3 separate regions of the Gossypium hirsutum genome follow, and all the other regions are linked to region 3. A link is a contact called in public Hi-C data. All regions are on one chromosome and are shown on one strand. Each heading gives the region's core, a stretch centred on a gene start, on an enhancer-like site or on the middle of the called end of the contact. The rest is flanking DNA. Distances are from core to core; before and after follow the strand shown.

What was found. Hi-C and Micro-C count contacts between places; a contact is called where the count stands out from the background.
Region 1: a contact with region 3 is called in a Hi-C map of leaf, with 4 times the contacts expected there. The contact joins the enhancer-like site here to the promoter of LOC107887285 in region 3. A contact is called at or near these places in 11 of 34 Hi-C or Micro-C datasets (callus, leaf and petal).
Region 2: a Hi-C map of leaf shows a contact between it and region 3, with 3 times the contacts expected there. The contact joins the promoter of LOC107887281 here to the promoter of LOC107887285 in region 3. A contact is called at or near these places in 18 of 34 Hi-C or Micro-C datasets (anther, callus, hypocotyl and 3 more).

What each region holds. Positions count from the first base shown.
Region 1 is chrA03:24,161,902-24,164,708 of Gossypium_hirsutum_v2.1, forward strand. It overlaps the pseudogene LOC107887297. Among protein-coding and RNA genes, the nearest start is that of LOC107887296, 21 kb to the right of the region's middle. Within about 2 kb of position 1,315, at least 9 of the 9 cell types and tissues checked have an H3K27ac peak or open chromatin away from gene starts, as enhancers often do. A contact at or near this core is called in leaf, where this site is marked.
Region 2 is chrA03:24,040,560-24,043,490 of Gossypium_hirsutum_v2.1, forward strand. LOC107887281 (HIPL1 protein) reads right to left here and starts at 1,414. Exons shown (of 7, transcript XM_016811472.2): 1 at 894-1,414; 2 at 659-816; 3 at 1-580. The coding sequence starts at 981.
Region 3 is chrA03:23,713,898-23,717,125 of Gossypium_hirsutum_v2.1, forward strand. LOC107887285 (protein-L-isoaspartate O-methyltransferase 1) reads right to left here and starts at 1,476. Exons shown (of 5, transcript XM_016811474.2): 1 at 1,281-1,476; 2 at 579-782; 3 at 132-402. The coding sequence starts at 1,286.

The DNA of each region.
Region 1 (2,807 bases), core at 65-2,564, 450 kb after region 3:
CAGCCCAAAAATCCCCAATTTCTAGGGTTTTTCCATACTCTTTTTGGGTGAAATTAGATTGTCGAAATTTGGGGAAAACTATCTTGGTGTTCAATATCACAATCTCCTTGAGGGTTTCAAGAACCCTAACACTTATTTCTATTCTCAATTTGATTCTTTGCTGATTTGGGGATTTTATTTCAGATCTGAAAATTCAAAAATCTAATCTTTTAATTTTCTGTTTCGTTTCAGATCTAATTGTTTAGGGTTTTCGTAGGAGTTTCTCGTGACTTGACAACTCGATCTTGGTCCGCGCGCAACCCCGTATCACCAAGCCATTTTGATCCGAACTTTGTAAATTGTCTTTGGAACCGAACTCAAAAGTTCACTACATACGCCTCCCTAGTCAGCAAACTGAACAGACTTGATGACTACCAACCCATCCACCGATAACCCCAACTATTAATACACGTCCTCCAAAGTAATAGCATACTTGCATCATGAAAGATAGAATGTGTGTATCTCGGGTCTCCACCCCTCTGCCAACGCGCTTATGAGTTTCCAGTCCAACTTATAGCCTCGACCTACAAGGGTCACACGCCAAAAACTAACTTCCCTCAAGTATGGATTGATTAATAGTGATGGAGGACCGGGTAGATTACGAATATGACATTGTAAAATTTAATCTTCCACCTATTTACATAAAAAATACAAAATATTAAGTTAAAATATAACAATAAAATAAAAAAAAGTAAACTTTATTAAAAATTATTCTTACCATTTGCAATTGATTGATGGAAATGTGCTTGTCATCATGACGGAGTAGAGAATCGATCATTGCTAATTGTATAGAACACAAATTAATTTTTAATAAACAATATTTTTAGAAAATATTAATAAAAAATCTAATTTAGATAGAAATAGAATTTTAGTAATAAATTTAGGAGAGAATTTGAGAAAATTTTGAGAATGGTTTAAGAATTTTGAGAGAATATTGTAAACAATTAATAAGGTTGGGGAGGTCGGAAAAGTAGCCATTGGGGGGTAAAAACATGTCCAGCAGGAAGAGTTTTATTGGTGACACGGAGAAAATACTTCTAACTGGAAGTATTTTTTTGGATTTCCCCCTGAGCTAGAAGCATTTTACCTAAATCGGCCTATTTTCATAAATATTCTAAGATTTAGCCTATTCTAATAATTTTTTTTTAAATTAGTATTTTATGATAATTTTATCCATAATAAAATATTTATTGATAGTTTAGGATTGGACATTTTGAAAGTATAGGGAATGAATGTGATATACTCCCATTTGTAAACCTCGGCGTGTGATTGTCAGTGTCGCAGGTGCGCGTTACTGAAATCAGACACCCAAAATTATTGCCACTTCCATCTAACATCTCCCTCTTGTCCATCAAACATGTTTCTCGTTTTCAATTCTATTCAAACTGATCTTCCTCTGCACTACTTTCAGTTCGTTTCGTGTCTCCCATCCCATCCTTCTCCTTAAAATGTAATAATAATAGCCATTCTTTGGCTGCCCTAGTTTTTCTTTTCTATTTCTGCTAAGAAAATATAAAAGATGATATCAACTTCATCATCCCAAAAGAAAAACCTTCAATCCCTTTTAGCCACTAACCTCAAGAAACTCACCATCACTCCTCCTTCTAATCATAGTTTGATTTTGGCGATGTTTTCGGCCCTTTGACTCCTCACCATCCCAACCCCACCCTCCATTCACCTTCCTCCACGTCTCCCCCTTCTGCTTTCCTTGGGGATCCTCAAGTTATCCACACCAGGTCCCATTCTTATGTGGGTCCTTCTCCTCGTTACACCGTCTCTTCTTCCCTCCCTCTCCAAATCCAAACTGAAACCGAATACGAAGCCGAGGAACAAGATGACGATGAAGAAGAAGAAGCAAAACCCAAGATTGGGCCTGAGGATTTTGAGATCCTGAGAGTTGTTGGACAAGGAGCTTTTGGGAAAGTTTTTCAAGTGAGGAAAAAAGGAAGGAATGATGAGGATGGTGATGGGCTTTTTGCTATGAAAGTTATGAAGAAAGTAACTATCATTAAAAAGAATCATGTCGATTACATGAGAGCTGAGAGGGATATCCTTACTAAAGTTGTTCATCCATTTATTGTTCAGCTTAGATACTCTTTCCAGGTTCCTTATGCAATTTACTTTCTCTTTTTATTTGCATCTCCATAAAATTTGTCCCTTTTACTACTCTTTCCCTAAATATATTCATGTTATTTCAACTTTCCTAAAAAACCATGTTAAGTATTTTGTAATTCTGATCAGATGATATGAGAAATGATGTTAGTTCTTGGTCTTATGTTAAATACAATTGAATGGTTTGGATTTGAAATATTTGGTATGGTTTGGATTTGAAATATTTGGTCTTTAGGATTCAGCTTGATATCTGATTGAAGATCTGATTTTGTCATGAATTAGACTCTTCCTATTATACAAATTGTCAAAAATATTGAAGGGTTTTCTTTTTTACTTTGAAAAATTCAAGGTCTTTTATGGTTCAGCAATTTGTCTGTTTGAACTATTTATATGAGGACTTAGGATGTTTATCTCACTAGTCATTTCCAATCCATGATTATGTCATGTATTTGAAGGTCATATTTTGTCAATGCTTACAGTTGTGTTCTTATGTAATTTTACAGACAAAGTCTAAGCTTTATTTAATCCTGGACTTTATAAATGGAGGCCATCTCTTCTTTCACCTATATCGCCAAGGGATATTCAGGTATCATGTTGTTTCAACTTCAACTTCAACTAATTTGTCTGTTTGCAAACTTTTATTTTTGGTTTTTTTT
Region 2 (2,931 bases), core at 164-2,663, 330 kb after region 3:
TCCCCATCATCCCAAATGCAGTATCAAAATGAACTTCATCAGTAAGGTCTATGAAGGGATTGGACTCATCAAGCTCCAACGTTCCTCCTGATCCAACTTTCGGAATAGTCGCCAACCAAATCTTTCCTTGTTGATTGGAGAAGAATGCACGGTTCGATCCATCGGGGTGAGCAGCCATATCCAAGTAACTTCCATTACCAATTTTCTCAAGGCACAAACCATTTGGAGCACTAGGAGTTCGCGTCTCATTTAATCTAACAGGTTCACCATCATAGCAAACTGATTCATCAGTAGATGCTCCACCAAAGGCATTACAGAAATCAGTTTTGGACTGCCAAAGATCAATCAATTTGGTGAAATTCGAATTGGCAGGTGCTCCGGCTTGCCCTTGCAAGGAAGGTGCAAACGGGGAATTCAACATAGATACATTTTGACATGTATCCCATACATTAGAGCAGAAATCATTTGTTGCTTGGTTAGACTGAGATGAATTTGTTGAAACAGTAGAGTTGCAAAGGAGAGGCACCGTACGAGTCTCGGTATCAATTGCGAACAACTGCGCTGAAAATGGATCGCATCTCTGCAAAATCATAATAATAAAAAAGGATATAAACCAATGAATCAAGCATTTAAACCAGTGAAGAAATGAAAGTCTTACAGCACAGAGGACTGATTGAAGAACTGAAGCACAGCTTGGATCCGAGATATTCATATCTTGAAATTGCTTCTGTAATTGTGAATCAACAGTGGAATTGCAGCAGCTACTTCCATTGTAGGAACAAAATTTCAAAGCAGTCTTCAAGGTGAAAGGTGCCTCTGCAAACAAAACCCAGAAAGAAAAATTAGAAACCTAAAAAAGAAATAAATTCAAACTTTTTAGATTCAGAACTTACCTGAATTTGTACACAAAGGAAAAGAAGTAGAAGGATAAAGAAGCAACAAGAAGCTGAACATAAGATTAAGAACAAAAACACCTTTCATTGCACCAAATTGGTAGAGAAACAAAGGGCTACAAAGTTGACTTCAGCTACAAAACATGTTCTTAAACTTCATATACAATAAAGGGTTTTCTTCCTTTCCAGCTTCTCAACATTCTTCCCACTACCCATCAATGAAAATCCATTTCTAATTAATTATAAAACTACCCTTTTCGAGAAGGAAGCTGGATTCGACTTTACTGTACTTGTGAAGGCAAAACTAGCTTTTGACATTTTTGTGATTCAAACATAAAAAGAGTTGAATATCATGAATTGATTATGGGGTAGCTTTCAATCGGATCATAAAGGACATCAATTGGTCGGTATGCATTAGTTGACTTTTCCATAACTTCCTTCTAGCTGCAGACTAAAGACAGTGGGTGAGACTCTAAATGTAAAAATAGTTTGTTTTTTTTTTCCCTTTACCGCATACAAGATGAACAACTTGACTGTTTTTTATTCATTATTATCCACTATTGGGAAAAGGATCTAAACACTTAAAAAATGACAAAATACACGGAAGGAATGACATCAAAACTATAAGAAACGGACAAAGATATGACGACAACCATTTCACTTTCGCATTTAACTATTAAAATACGCATAATGATTTATATTTTTTTAATTAAATTTTACTTCAACTTTTCAAAAAAATAGTCAGAATTTAACTAATATCTTTTAAAAATATCGAAATACAGATGAAAATGTTATAATTTTAAACATAACAATCAAGGTAGATTTTTTATTTACTTTTTATAATTTTTTTGAATTTTAAATTTTTATTAATTTTAAATTATTTGTTAGCACGATTAATCGACATTTCTATTAAAAATTATTTTAATTTTTTTTAAAAATTTAATAATTAAATTTAATTTAAAAATTGACTAAATTAATAAAAATATATAAATATTAAAGAGTAAATTTATCATTATGCCTATAAAAAAAAGGGAGACGTTGGGTTTCATCCTTTGAATATCCAAATTATAGCTAAATTTGAATTTTTCGAATATCCATCACAGTCCGATTTGATTTTCGATTTTTAATTTTTTATTATTGGATTTTTTTTTGACAGAATGTTTTTTTAACCTTTGGTATTATTCAGTGATGTTTCAAAGATTTTTTTTTATTATTAGAATTTTTTTGACAGAATGAATTTTATTTTTTTTAACTTTGGAGATTATTTAGTAATGTTTCAAAGTTTTTTATTATTGGATTTTTGTTGACAGAATGATTTTCTTGTTTGAATTTTTTTAATAAATATTTCTAAAAAATAATTTTTAAGTAAATAAAAATTAATCAATAATTGTTTAGAAAATATTTTTATATTAATATTTTAAGTTATATTTATTATTTTAAATATAAAATAATTTCGTTAGCAATTCAATTTTTTTTTCATTTATAGCTTGTAGTTGTTTTACTTTTACGAATAAACACTTCGGATATGAAGGGACATTCATTTATTTGCAAAATGCAAAAAAATATAAATAAACTGTATTTACTAAATGTAAAATGTCTGAATTTAGATATTTGAAAAATATATTTAATTCAAATTTATTGCATATAATAAATTAATTCAAAATTTTATGTCAATAGAATAATTTTTTTTAGGTTTAATCTATAAATTGATATATATATTTTTTGATTTTGGTACTTAACCTACAGCTATATCGTTTTCTCCAAGTTGGTAATTGAATTTTCTTTGGATCAAACGTTGTACTTAAACTATTCTTTCATTGCTCATTTTACACCTAAATATTATATCTATTAAAAAATCTAGCCAATAATAGATTGCTACGTGATATAATTATATAAATATTAACATTTTTTTAATCTTTTTATTTCCTTTCTTCTTTTACATTATTTTTCTCTCTTTACTTTTGTTTCCCTGTCTTCCTTTATAATGTCTGTCAATGCCAATAATTCTCGAAATTTGTCCTCTTAATGTTTAGACACT
Region 3 (3,228 bases), core at 226-2,725:
GACCATTGACAAAGTGAGATTAACATCAAGAGAATAAGTGCAGCACATTTGATATTCCACCATTTCAAGAGAGTAGTATATATGAAAGAATCTGAAAAGCACAGATACGACATAATGGAGTGAAAAGAGACCTGAACCAATGTCTAAAGCATGCATGCCGGGCTGCAAATTTTCCTCCAATAACTGAAGGCAGGTAGCATGCATATGAGGTGCAGAAATGGTGGCATTGTAACCTATTGCCATTGGACTATCGACATAAGCTGGGGTCCCATCAGGTACAAATAATGCTCTATCAATAGTCTCCATTACTTCAACAACCTTCTTTGATGAAATCACTCCATATCGCTGCAACTGCTCCACCATTTGTTTGTTCTTGTTGGTCCCACTTCCACCCGAGTGGTGCTAACAAATCATTACCAAAAATGTTTAGCACAAAGTCACCATTGAACCGAAAAACAACAAAAGGAAACAGAAATACTGAAATAAAGCCACTGAATGCTACACGAATCAACCACTGAAAATGCCTATGGCCATAACTAATTTTATTTTCAAGGCAAGCCACAAAATAACAGAGGAACCTCAGACAGAGAAGTTGAACAAGCAATCATTGGTATAGACGTCATCGCAGGTCCAATGCCCTCCTTATCAAGGGCAGCCACGGGCTGAGTTCGCAGGTCCGAAGTCGATGGACATGCTAAATTATCACTAGACATGGCACAATGGGCCCCAATGGAAATAGCCAATAGAACATAGCATCCCCAGGCTACTTGACATACCGGACCCTGTACCAGGAACTACCTCAAATGATGTCTTTTGCACCAATAATTACATCCACAACATAAAATTCCCACCTTCTGGCAAGTTCACAAAAATAACAATCAAATTGCAATATGTTTTGTTTAAATTCCTAGATTATGAATCTTACAAAATTACACTAATTGAACCTATTATGTTAGTAAAAGTCCAAAAAATATTCAACAATTCAAACAATTCTATATATATAACAAAAGCTAGTTCTTCAAGCTATCATTGATGATCACCCTAGAAATTCTCAGAAACCGTCCCTAAATTATTCCTTTTCTATTTTTGATGATCAACCAAGACAATAGTATCATTTTTTGAAAACCCAAACTCAAAACCAAAGTAATAAACAAAAAAAGAGAGGAAAAAAAACACCATTTCCCCGTAATCAGAAGGAAAACAAAACCCAGAAACCAAAACTGTTATTAAGCATAAAAGTGAAGCGAGAGAGAGGGAAGAAAAAGGAAAGAGTAAGGCACCTCCATCCTGAAAAACAAGGGGTTATCCTAAGAAGAAAATTGAAGTTAGGGAGCTAAAAGATTGATTAATAAAGGAAGAATCGAACAAAATGAAGAAGCAGCAGAGCGTGGATGAAGAAAGAAGGTACTAGGGTCAGTTTCCATTAGTATAATATGGCTTGCTAGCTTTGCTCACTCGGAGCTGACTCATCTGGTTGGCCCAACACTGACGATACTCTCTTGGGCTTACTTTTGTAATTGATAATTCTTCCATGGATCAATGATGATAGCAAATTTCCGGGCCTTTAGTTGTTTATGAAATTGTTCTTGGTTTAATTCCATGCCCTTTTCTACCAATGATACATTTTTGTGGGCTTGTTTGGTAAGAATTGTTCGGATTAACTTTTTAAGTTGGAAAGTTGAGTTAAAATTTAGAAGGTTAATATTAGGGTAGAAAAATAAGTTTTAAAAAAATTAGGCTCTTTTAAAATATGGATTAGACTCTAATTTTAATATTCAAAGCCCAAATTCGGCCTAATCTGTTCGATTTTTAAGTATATAATATGTTATTTTTCTTTTCTTTTCTTTTATGTATTATGTTATTTATATATAGAAGTTAAGTATATTATGTTATAATGTAAATATAAATTTTTTTAATAAAATAAAAAATATAATGATAGTATACTTATATATAATTACTAAATATTAAAAAATAGTAACTTTTTTTTAAAAAAATAATACAAGGGAATCTAGATAAATTCAACCTAACTGTTTACAATTATGAACTAATTTAAATAAAATTTTAAACTCATATTTCAAATTAGATCGAGCTTAAATAACTACCAATTAGTTTAGCGAGGAGATGAAGATGGTAGTGTGAAAAAGATTGGCTAACCAGTTAAAATGCATAGGACTAAATCGATTTTAGTTTTAAGGAATCCATGAACTGACACTCTTATTACTTGTTAGTAAAAATAATCCACCTTAAAATAATACGGCTTAGGTTCTGGGACTATAATAATCCATAAGCTAATATCGGTAATTCCTCAAGCGTGCAAAAGGCTTGTTATCTTGAGGCTTGGGTTTTGGAACTAGAAATGGAAATTCAAAACTTGAAGGGCAAGATCAGGAAGCTGCATGATGAGCTAGTGGTTAAGGACTTGAAATCAACATTATTGCATAGTATCATCATAGTTTACTAGGTCATCTATTTGATAAACTAGACCATCATGAACAACTTCTATCCTAAGGAAACTATCCCCCTAAGCCAAAGCTTTTTATGATGTTGACCATTTTCAAGTTCATCACTTGGAATAATATCATGACTAAAACCTCTTGGATTATTGTATTTCCAATGGGTTTCGAGACTTGAACTTGTTTATGTAACTTTTCCTAAGGAATGTCTTACAAATCGACACTGTGTCCATTTGGTCCTTTGGATTATAAAATAGCTTACCCCATTTTCTTTTTGAATATTCTACAAATATGCATAACTTTTGCTATTAACTTTGATTTCCCACGCTTTTAATATAATAGCATTTAAGATAAATTTTATATATTATATTTTTCTAAGCCATTTAGTGAAAATATGTTTTAATTTATCCAAATGTTTTTGAGTCAATACCAAAGTGTTCTAAGATGTTTAAAATGTTCTTAAGGAACTTTCGTAGTCAAGTCTTAAGACGTAGTCCTGAGACATAGGACTATATGTCTCAAGACATGAAATTTTAAAACTAAAATTTTGCTTTATGGGTTCCATGTTTAGAGACATTGGCATGTTTGTCTCGAGACATAGCCAACCAACGACTATATAATGACTATTTTTCAACCATATCTCGAGACATCTTGCCATGTTTCATGACCTGGGTTACAAGGATAGTTTTTACGCACAAACTTAATGCTCTCAACGGCAAGAATTTATCTCTAACGACCCATAAATGTTCACAAATTCATTCCTTAAAAAAATACA